Regions from separate parts of the Sus scrofa genome. Here region 1 is linked to region 2. Evidence: chromatin contacts called from public HiChIP or PLAC-seq data. All regions are on one chromosome and are shown on one strand. The core of a region is the stretch at or near the end of the contact, and the rest is flanking DNA. Distances in the headings are between cores, read along the strand shown. Region 1 overlaps REV3L (DNA polymerase zeta catalytic subunit). Region 2 overlaps MFSD4B (sodium-dependent glucose transporter 1).

Region 1 (3,654 bases), core at 935-3,434, 160 kb before region 2:
GTCTCACTCCACCAAATGGGCAATTTAGATATCCACAAGTCCATTGAAGACAACTGTCTGTGGGGGTTTTCTTTTGATTTGTTTTTGCCTGTTTCATTTTTTTCCCCTTAATCACAGAATTTCTTTTTAACCCTTCCCAATTCCTTCCCCTTCCTCTCCACTAGCAAAATTGCACACAATGGAACTGCTTTTACCCTCTCCGAGAGCTCTTTATCTTAGGGAAGTCTCTTAGTTGAAACCATTTATGTCAAGATATTCATTGACTTATTTACTAAAGTTTTAGTAAATTTTTGTAAGCTTCATAACACTGTGTTAAGTGGTATTATAGGACAATTCAGTGAAGTACATAAAAATAGTTAGATTATTAGAGTGAAATATTCAAACATATTTTCACCAAAACTTACTATTTAAATCATACTGTAATGCTTATACTTATAAAATGCTTTTGTGTGTTGTGTTATAAAATGTAGTCAATACAGGTGGCTTTAACTATGGGTTAATTACTTCAACCCTTCCCTCAGATAAGCTGTGTTGTCATTAGACCATTTAAATGACTTGTATTCTGAGCTTTGTACTGTTAAGGTTTTAAAGTGCATCTCAAGACTAAACTTTATGATATGTTACATTTTAGGTCAGAAGACATGTCTTCATCTACATGGCATCTTTCCTTACCTCTATGTGCCATATGATGGTTATGGACAGCAGCCAGAAAGCTATCTTTCTCAGATGGCATTCAGTATCGACAGAGCACTTAATGTGGCTTTAGGCAAACCATCTTCCACTGCTCAGCACGTGTTCAAAGTGTCATTAGTATCAGGAATGTAAGTATATAATAACATCTTTTAAAATTCTGTGTTATCTGTATTTATGCTGCTCTCCTAGTTAAGAGAAAACATAACCAAATATACTTTGTTCATTTTTCTTTTACTTCTAATCTAAGGGCACTGGGGTGAATTTCTTACTATTTAAAAATTTTTTTGCAACAAAAGATAGATGGGTAACAGGGATTTTGGTTTTAACTTTTTCCACTTCTCTGCTTCTTAGAACTGTAGAAATTCATGTAATTCATTGGTCAGATATTTATTGAGAACCTTTTATGTGCCAGGCACTATTCTAGGTTCTTGGGATTGGTGAACAAAACTAAGATCCCTGTCCCCATGGAGGTTATAACATGAGATAATTTTATTTATTTATTGTGATAAATAAGTGCCGTAGAACAAAATATATAAAACAGGATAAGAAGGATCTGTAGCATGGGGTGGGGAAGTGGAGTGGTGGCAGTTTGTCATTGACAAGGTAAATTTGATGTTTGAGCTAAGACTTGAAGGTGAGGAAATGGGAACAAAATGGAGGCCAGATGACTGGAATGGAGGGGAAGGAGAGTGGACAAAATGAGGTTGGAGAGAAGTGAGAGGATAGAGATCTTATTGGCCAGTGGATCACCAAAGTCAGTTTTACGTAGTTTGACAGCCATGAGAATGCACCTCTCAGATCTCCAAATAACAAGGAGCATAATTGAACAATGGCCCCAGCTACCTCACTAAAATCTATCCATCTATCATCCCATATAAGCTGAAGCTGCTTTCCATAGGCTACTCCCAGTCAGTGACTAATAAACATGGCAAAGATGCTAAGGCAGACCTGTTTCTGGGAGACATTGAGGGCTCTTGGACAGCCTTTCTGAACTTTCATTAGAATCATACTGTACTAGAAGACACTTCCACCGATCTTCTCTCTGTCCCTCTCTCCCCACTTGGATCAGACCTGTATCTAAGTCTGGTAGTTGTCCCAGCCACTCCCAGATTCCTCCTTATATTCTCTCCAAGGAGTTTCCACTAATAAATTTCTTGCACATTTTGACATTTACTTCTTGAAGGACTCAGACTTAACACACTTGAGAACTTAGTTAAATATATTCTTTCATCCCACCCCAGACCTGATGACTCTAGTGGTGGGGCCCAGAAGTTTGTGTTTTAATAAGCCTTTCTGTCGATTCTGACACATACTCAAGTTTGAAAACCACTACAGTAAGCTATTCTAAGGACTTTAGCTTTTACTCTGAACTATTGCCTGCTTTTGAGCAGCCATGATGTAACTGAAACTTGAAAGGGTCACTTGAGCAACTATGAGAAGAATAAATCATGGGAGCATAAGATTAGTAGCAGGGAGGAGTTCCTTTGTGGCATAGCTGCTTACGGATCTGGTGTCATTTCTGCAGCAGCTTGGGTCGCCTGCTATGGCTGGATCCAATCTCTAGCCTGAGAATTTCCACCTGTCACAAGTGTGGCCAAAAAAAAAAAAAAAAAAAAAAAAAATAGTACAAGAAGGGAGAACATTAAGACTCTGTTTCATTAATTTGAGTGAGAAAATAAGGTGGCTTGAATGAGGACAGTAGCAGGAAGTGGTGAGAAGTAGTCAGCTCCTAGATCTGTTCTGAGTGTAGGATCACCAAGATTGCTATCTTTACTGGATGAGGTTTTAGAGAGGAGTCAAGGATGACTCCAGAATATTTAGTCCATGCAGGTGGAGCAGGCCGGCAGGAAAGATTTGAAGTTCATACTGGAACATATGAGTTGGATATATCTTTATGAAATCCATATTGAATCTGTCTGCTTCTTCCACCTTAATCCAGTTTTTCACCTGGACCACCACTTTATCGTTTTAATTGGATTTTCTTCTGTTCATGTCTCTCTCCAGAGCTGCACAAGTACTCTTCTTAAAATGTAAATTGGGTCCTGTTTAAAGTATTTAAAATCCTTGAGTGACTTCATATTGTTTATAAAATAAAACTTAAGCTTCTAACCATAGCCTATGTGATCTAATCCCTGCCTACCTCTGTAGCTTTGTTCACTGTGTTCCATCCAAAAGCACTGGTCTTTTTTCAATTCCTCTCATGTACTGAGCTCTTTCCTACCCTTGTACGTGCAGTTTCCTTTCTTTGAGTGCTCTACCCTTCCCCAATCCTTCACATCTTTCATATCTTCAGAGAAGTTTTCTCTCATTTCTCTTCTTAAAATAGGTTTTCATTTTTATTATTATTCTGTATCTTGGCCCATTCTTTGTTTCCTTTAGTGCTTACTGCAGTTTGCAGTTATTTTAATGTTTTGTTTGTTAATTTTTATGTGCTTATCCCACCAGCATGTACATTCTATGAGTAAAAAGAACATGTTTGTCTTGTCCATAATTATATCCCTAGCACTTCGTATGACATTGGGTCACTTAGTAGACATGGTTCAGAACTATTTGGTTGAATAAATGTATGAGGTGAAACAACCATCCTATGATAACAATAATTAGGTTAAAGATAATCATTAGCTAACTTTCATATACATATTCTTATTTCAAAGTTGAATCTCCAAAACAGCCTAGTGAAATGAATAGTCACCAATCTTCTGTATTTTTGATGGGCATTTGTTAAAAGCATAGCCATATTTTTAAGAATAGTTGAGTCACAAATCTAAACACTTAGAGGTAAAAGATGAGCTGTTCAGTCTAATTTATGGCTGCCATTCTCTTTTTTTCTCCTGTTCTAATATTTTTGTTTGTTTTTTTCCTTATCTAGCTCTTCTTTTCCATTACCATGAATTCTAGCTTCTGTGATTCCTTTACTTCTTCAATATTCCCTACTTCTTTAAGGTAGACCTGGTTGCATCT
Region 2 (3,852 bases), core at 1,027-3,526:
CAGTGGGTTAAGGATCCGGTGTTGCCATGAGCCGTGGTGTAGGTCACAGATGCGGCTCAAATCTGGCATTGCTGTGGCTGTGGTATAGGTTGGTGGCTACAGCTCTGATTTGACCCCTAGCCTGGGAACCTCCATATGCCATGGGTGCAGACCTTAAAAAAAAAAAAAAAATCCTTTACCAAGACTCTAGTAAAATATGAAGAGCATGGGGAGGTCACTGTATACCTGAATCATGATCCAGGTTAGCATATTTAACCAAATTATCACCACAGTTGTTTTAAGCAAGTATAAAAATAGGCAGTCTCTCAGCTTCTGGGCTCTGTATGGAAAGAAAGCAAAGTGAGGCAATCAGTTTCTGCTTGTTGTACAATTTTGAAAATCTCCTTTCCATTCTGAAACAGAGACCTATCTGTAATCCTCTTAATTAGGGAAGTATCATTCAAGCAAAATATTAACTGAAGGAGTTTCCATTGTGGCTCAGCAGTAATGAACCCGACTGGTATACATAAGGATGTGGGTTCGATACTTGGCCTCACTCAGTGAATTAAGGATCCTGCGTTGCTGTGGCTGTGTTGTAGGCCGGCAGCTGTAGCTCCGATTTGACCCCTAGCCTGGGAACCTCCATATGCTGCAGCTGTGGCCTTTAAAAAAATAAATAACTGAAACATGCAGCTAGTAATAGCTTCTTTGGTGGACTTATAAGTTTAGAAATTAGGTCAAAAACTTTTTTTTTTCTTTTGGCCACCCTGCAGCACATGGAGTTCCTGGGCCAGGGATCAGATCTGAGGAGCAGTCACAACCTACGCCTCAGCTGCGGCAACACTGGATCCTTAACCCACTGTGCTGGGGATTGAACCTGCATCCAGTGCTCCCAAGACTCCGCTGATCCCCTTGTGCCACAGTGAGAACTCCATAAACCTCTGTTTTTTTTGTTTTTTGTTTTTTGTTTTTTTTATAGGGCCGCATCTGTGGCATATGGAGGTTCCCAGGCCAGGGGTCAAGTAGGAGTTACAGCTGCCGGCCGACATCACAGCCACAGCAATGCAGGATCCTAGACGAGTCTGCAACTTACACCACAGCTCACAACAACATCAGATCCTTAACCCACTGAGGGAGGCCAGGGATCGAACCCGACACCTCGGATCTGTTTCTGCTGCACCACGACAGCAATTCCATAAACTTCTCTTAAGAAGCTGAAGGGCTAAAAATGTTAGATGTTGCCCAAGATATTAGATGGCAATTCTAAAATATCCATGTGATATGAAAATACTATTCACATTTTAGGAACCCAATATACTATCAGATACATTTTGCAGCATTCACAATGTAAAATCTAGAAACATATATAAATACATATCTATAAATATAAATATATATATAATTTATATATATATATATAATTTATAGGTATATAGAATTTTTTTTGACCACCCTATGGCAATATGGAGTTTGGGTCAGGGATCAGATCTGCGCCGCACCACAGCTCTGGCAATGCTGGTTCATAACCCTCCTGTGCTCGGGAGGGGTTGGAACCTGTGTCCTAGGGCTCCAGATACACCAACAATCCCACTGAGCCACAGTGGGAACTCCTAGAAATATTCTTGGCTAATTTCTATATAGACACCAAACTCATGAAATGAGACATGAATCTTACATTAAACCAGTGTAAGTATTTATTCATATCAACATTTTACTCAAACAAGCTTTTATATTGTACAAAGTCATGTAAACAGTGAGTAGGTTTAAATCCAGATGTAATAAATGTGCAAGATCATCACCCCTACTCCATTAAGCCCCCCAAATCAAAACCCATCTAGAAGGGCAACCTCCAAAAGGTCCAGTTTGGTTTCATTTGGGGCAGGATTTCAAACAGTATTGATCACCCTCTTTAACGGACCAAGCAACAGCGGAGGTAACAGGAAATAGGAAAGTGCTTCCTCTCCATTTTTCCTTCAGAGAAAGTGCAGACAATTTCATGCATCTATAAAAGGAGCATGACGTAGTAACCAAGCTATAAAATAGCCTTTAAAACCCACTATTATCATCAGAAGTTCCAGTTCTCTGCATTGATAAAAGCAGTGGTTCTCCACCTCTACTGCATGTTCCACGCTGGGGATACTTTTCAAAACATTAATACTCAGGCTCCACTTCAGACCAGTTAAATTCTAACGTAGGTGAAAATGCTGGCATTAGTAATTTTTGAACACTCCTACGCCACCGGAGCAAAGGCTTATCACTTGACCAGGGGGCAATAATACAAGCTGCAATAACATTTTTCCCTCGGGCTGTTTTTTCCCTCCTGGAGCTTATGTGGTCTGGAGGGTGTAGAAGCAAAATGTCACTTTGTCCTGCTTCGGTATGACTAAGCTCTTCTCATATCATGGTCAGGCAACACTACCCCCCACCTCACCAAGATACCAAAATTAACAGAGTCATCTCACTGGCTCCCATCTCAAAAACAATAAAACCGTGACTATTTCCCATCAGCCTGGACTCTCCAACAAAATTTTATCCCTGGTTTTTGCTATGCTGAAGTCTGAAGATGTGTCACGACCTTTGTGAATATAACGATCGTGTGGAAGAGTTACTGCTTTTCCACTGTGAACAGACTAATGCAAACCTGGAAACCTTGGTAGGTCGTGTTTTTTTCCCCTTAAACACTTGTGTTTTGACTTGCTAAGCCAGTTCTTTTGCTCTTGCGTTTTTCCTTTCCTAAATGCATGTCTCTGTAAAGTCACAGAAAGAGAGTGGACTTAGAACTGGGTAATCCCCTAAGGGCAGAAAGTTCTCTGCAAGTGATAAGAAAAGGGCTGAGGAATGAGCACCTGCTCAATTAACCCACAGGTGTTTGAAGGAGTAACCCAAAACCCAGTTCAACCATAATGTGTCCTTTGGTGGTTGGTGGTACATTCCTCTGCTGTCGCCTTTTTCAGCAGGTTTTCACTCTATTGGACTCAACTGCACTGTGCTATATAATTTTCATAAAATTGTAAATCAAAAATGACTCCAAAGATTGCATGTAAAGGTCCTGGAGATGAACAGACACAAATATACACCAAGGAAACAAGAGCTTGGCTACTATACTGATTTTTCTGGAGCTGGGTTTAACCTGTTAACAGTAAGCTTTGCTAATGCTTCAACTAACAGAAAGGCTGTCAGAGTAAATCTTAGTTGAAATAGGGAAACATAAGCTTGATGAAGGCCAGGACCTCACCTGTCTTGTCCTCTTATAGTTTTGGAGCTGATTATTGAACCTGATAAATGCTCAGTAGATATGTTAAATGACTGAAATGTTTAGACTTGGAAGTCTTTCTGATTCAGAGAGATCAGAGCTGTAATAATATCTCTTGCAAAGTGGGAATCCTCTTGTACCTTATGCAAGCAGAAATGCTACTCTATTAGGAAAGAGCTTTTTTCCTTGATGAAAATTAAACACATCACTACTAACTTTGTCTAATAAGCCCTTCAAAAAAAATCTGCAATTTGGTGTGATTTTTCTATATAAATATATAGTGTTTGTTTGTTTGTTTCCGGTCTTTTTAGGGCCACACTCACAGCATATGGAGGTTTCCAGGCTAGGGGTTGAAATGGAGCTACAGCTGCTGGCCTAAATCAGAACTACAGCAACATGGAATCCGAACTGCATCTTTGACCTACACCACAGCTCACGTCAACACCGGATCCTTAACCCACTGAGCAAAGCCAGGGATCGAACCTTCATCCTCATGGATATCAGTCAGATTTGTTTCTGCTGAGCCACAACAGGAACTCTGATTTCTTTCCAATTTTAATTCAAAACATTAAACCAGACCATCAGGCCCAGGGCCTGACAATTTGTATCCCATTCAGGCA

Evidence for each region. HiChIP or PLAC-seq counts read pairs in DNA pulled down with a chosen protein or histone mark.
Region 1: an H3K27ac HiChIP or PLAC-seq map of skeletal muscle shows a contact between it and region 2. The contact joins two enhancer-like sites. A contact is called at or near these places in 2 of 47 Hi-C or Micro-C datasets (epiblast stem cells and skeletal muscle) and 1 of 2 datasets of contacts at active chromatin or transcription factors (skeletal muscle).

What each region holds. Positions count from the first base shown.
Region 1 is chr1:77,331,896-77,335,549 of Sscrofa11.1, reverse strand. It overlaps REV3L (DNA polymerase zeta catalytic subunit), which reads left to right. Exons shown (of 33, transcript XM_021091241.1): 3 at 632-821. The coding sequence starts at 727. Among named protein-coding and RNA genes, the nearest start is that of REV3L, 67 kb to the left of the region's middle. Within about 2 kb of position 2,184, at least 5 of the 83 cell types and tissues checked have an H3K27ac peak or open chromatin away from gene starts, as enhancers often do. A contact at or near this core is called in skeletal muscle, where this site is marked.
Region 2 is chr1:77,174,720-77,178,571 of Sscrofa11.1, reverse strand. It overlaps MFSD4B (sodium-dependent glucose transporter 1), which reads right to left. Exons shown (of 5, transcript XM_003121369.4): 5 at 1,651-3,852. Among named protein-coding and RNA genes, the nearest start is that of MFSD4B, 17 kb to the right of the region's middle. Within about 2 kb of position 2,276, at least 9 of the 83 cell types and tissues checked have an H3K27ac peak or open chromatin away from gene starts, as enhancers often do. A contact at or near this core is called in skeletal muscle, where this site is marked.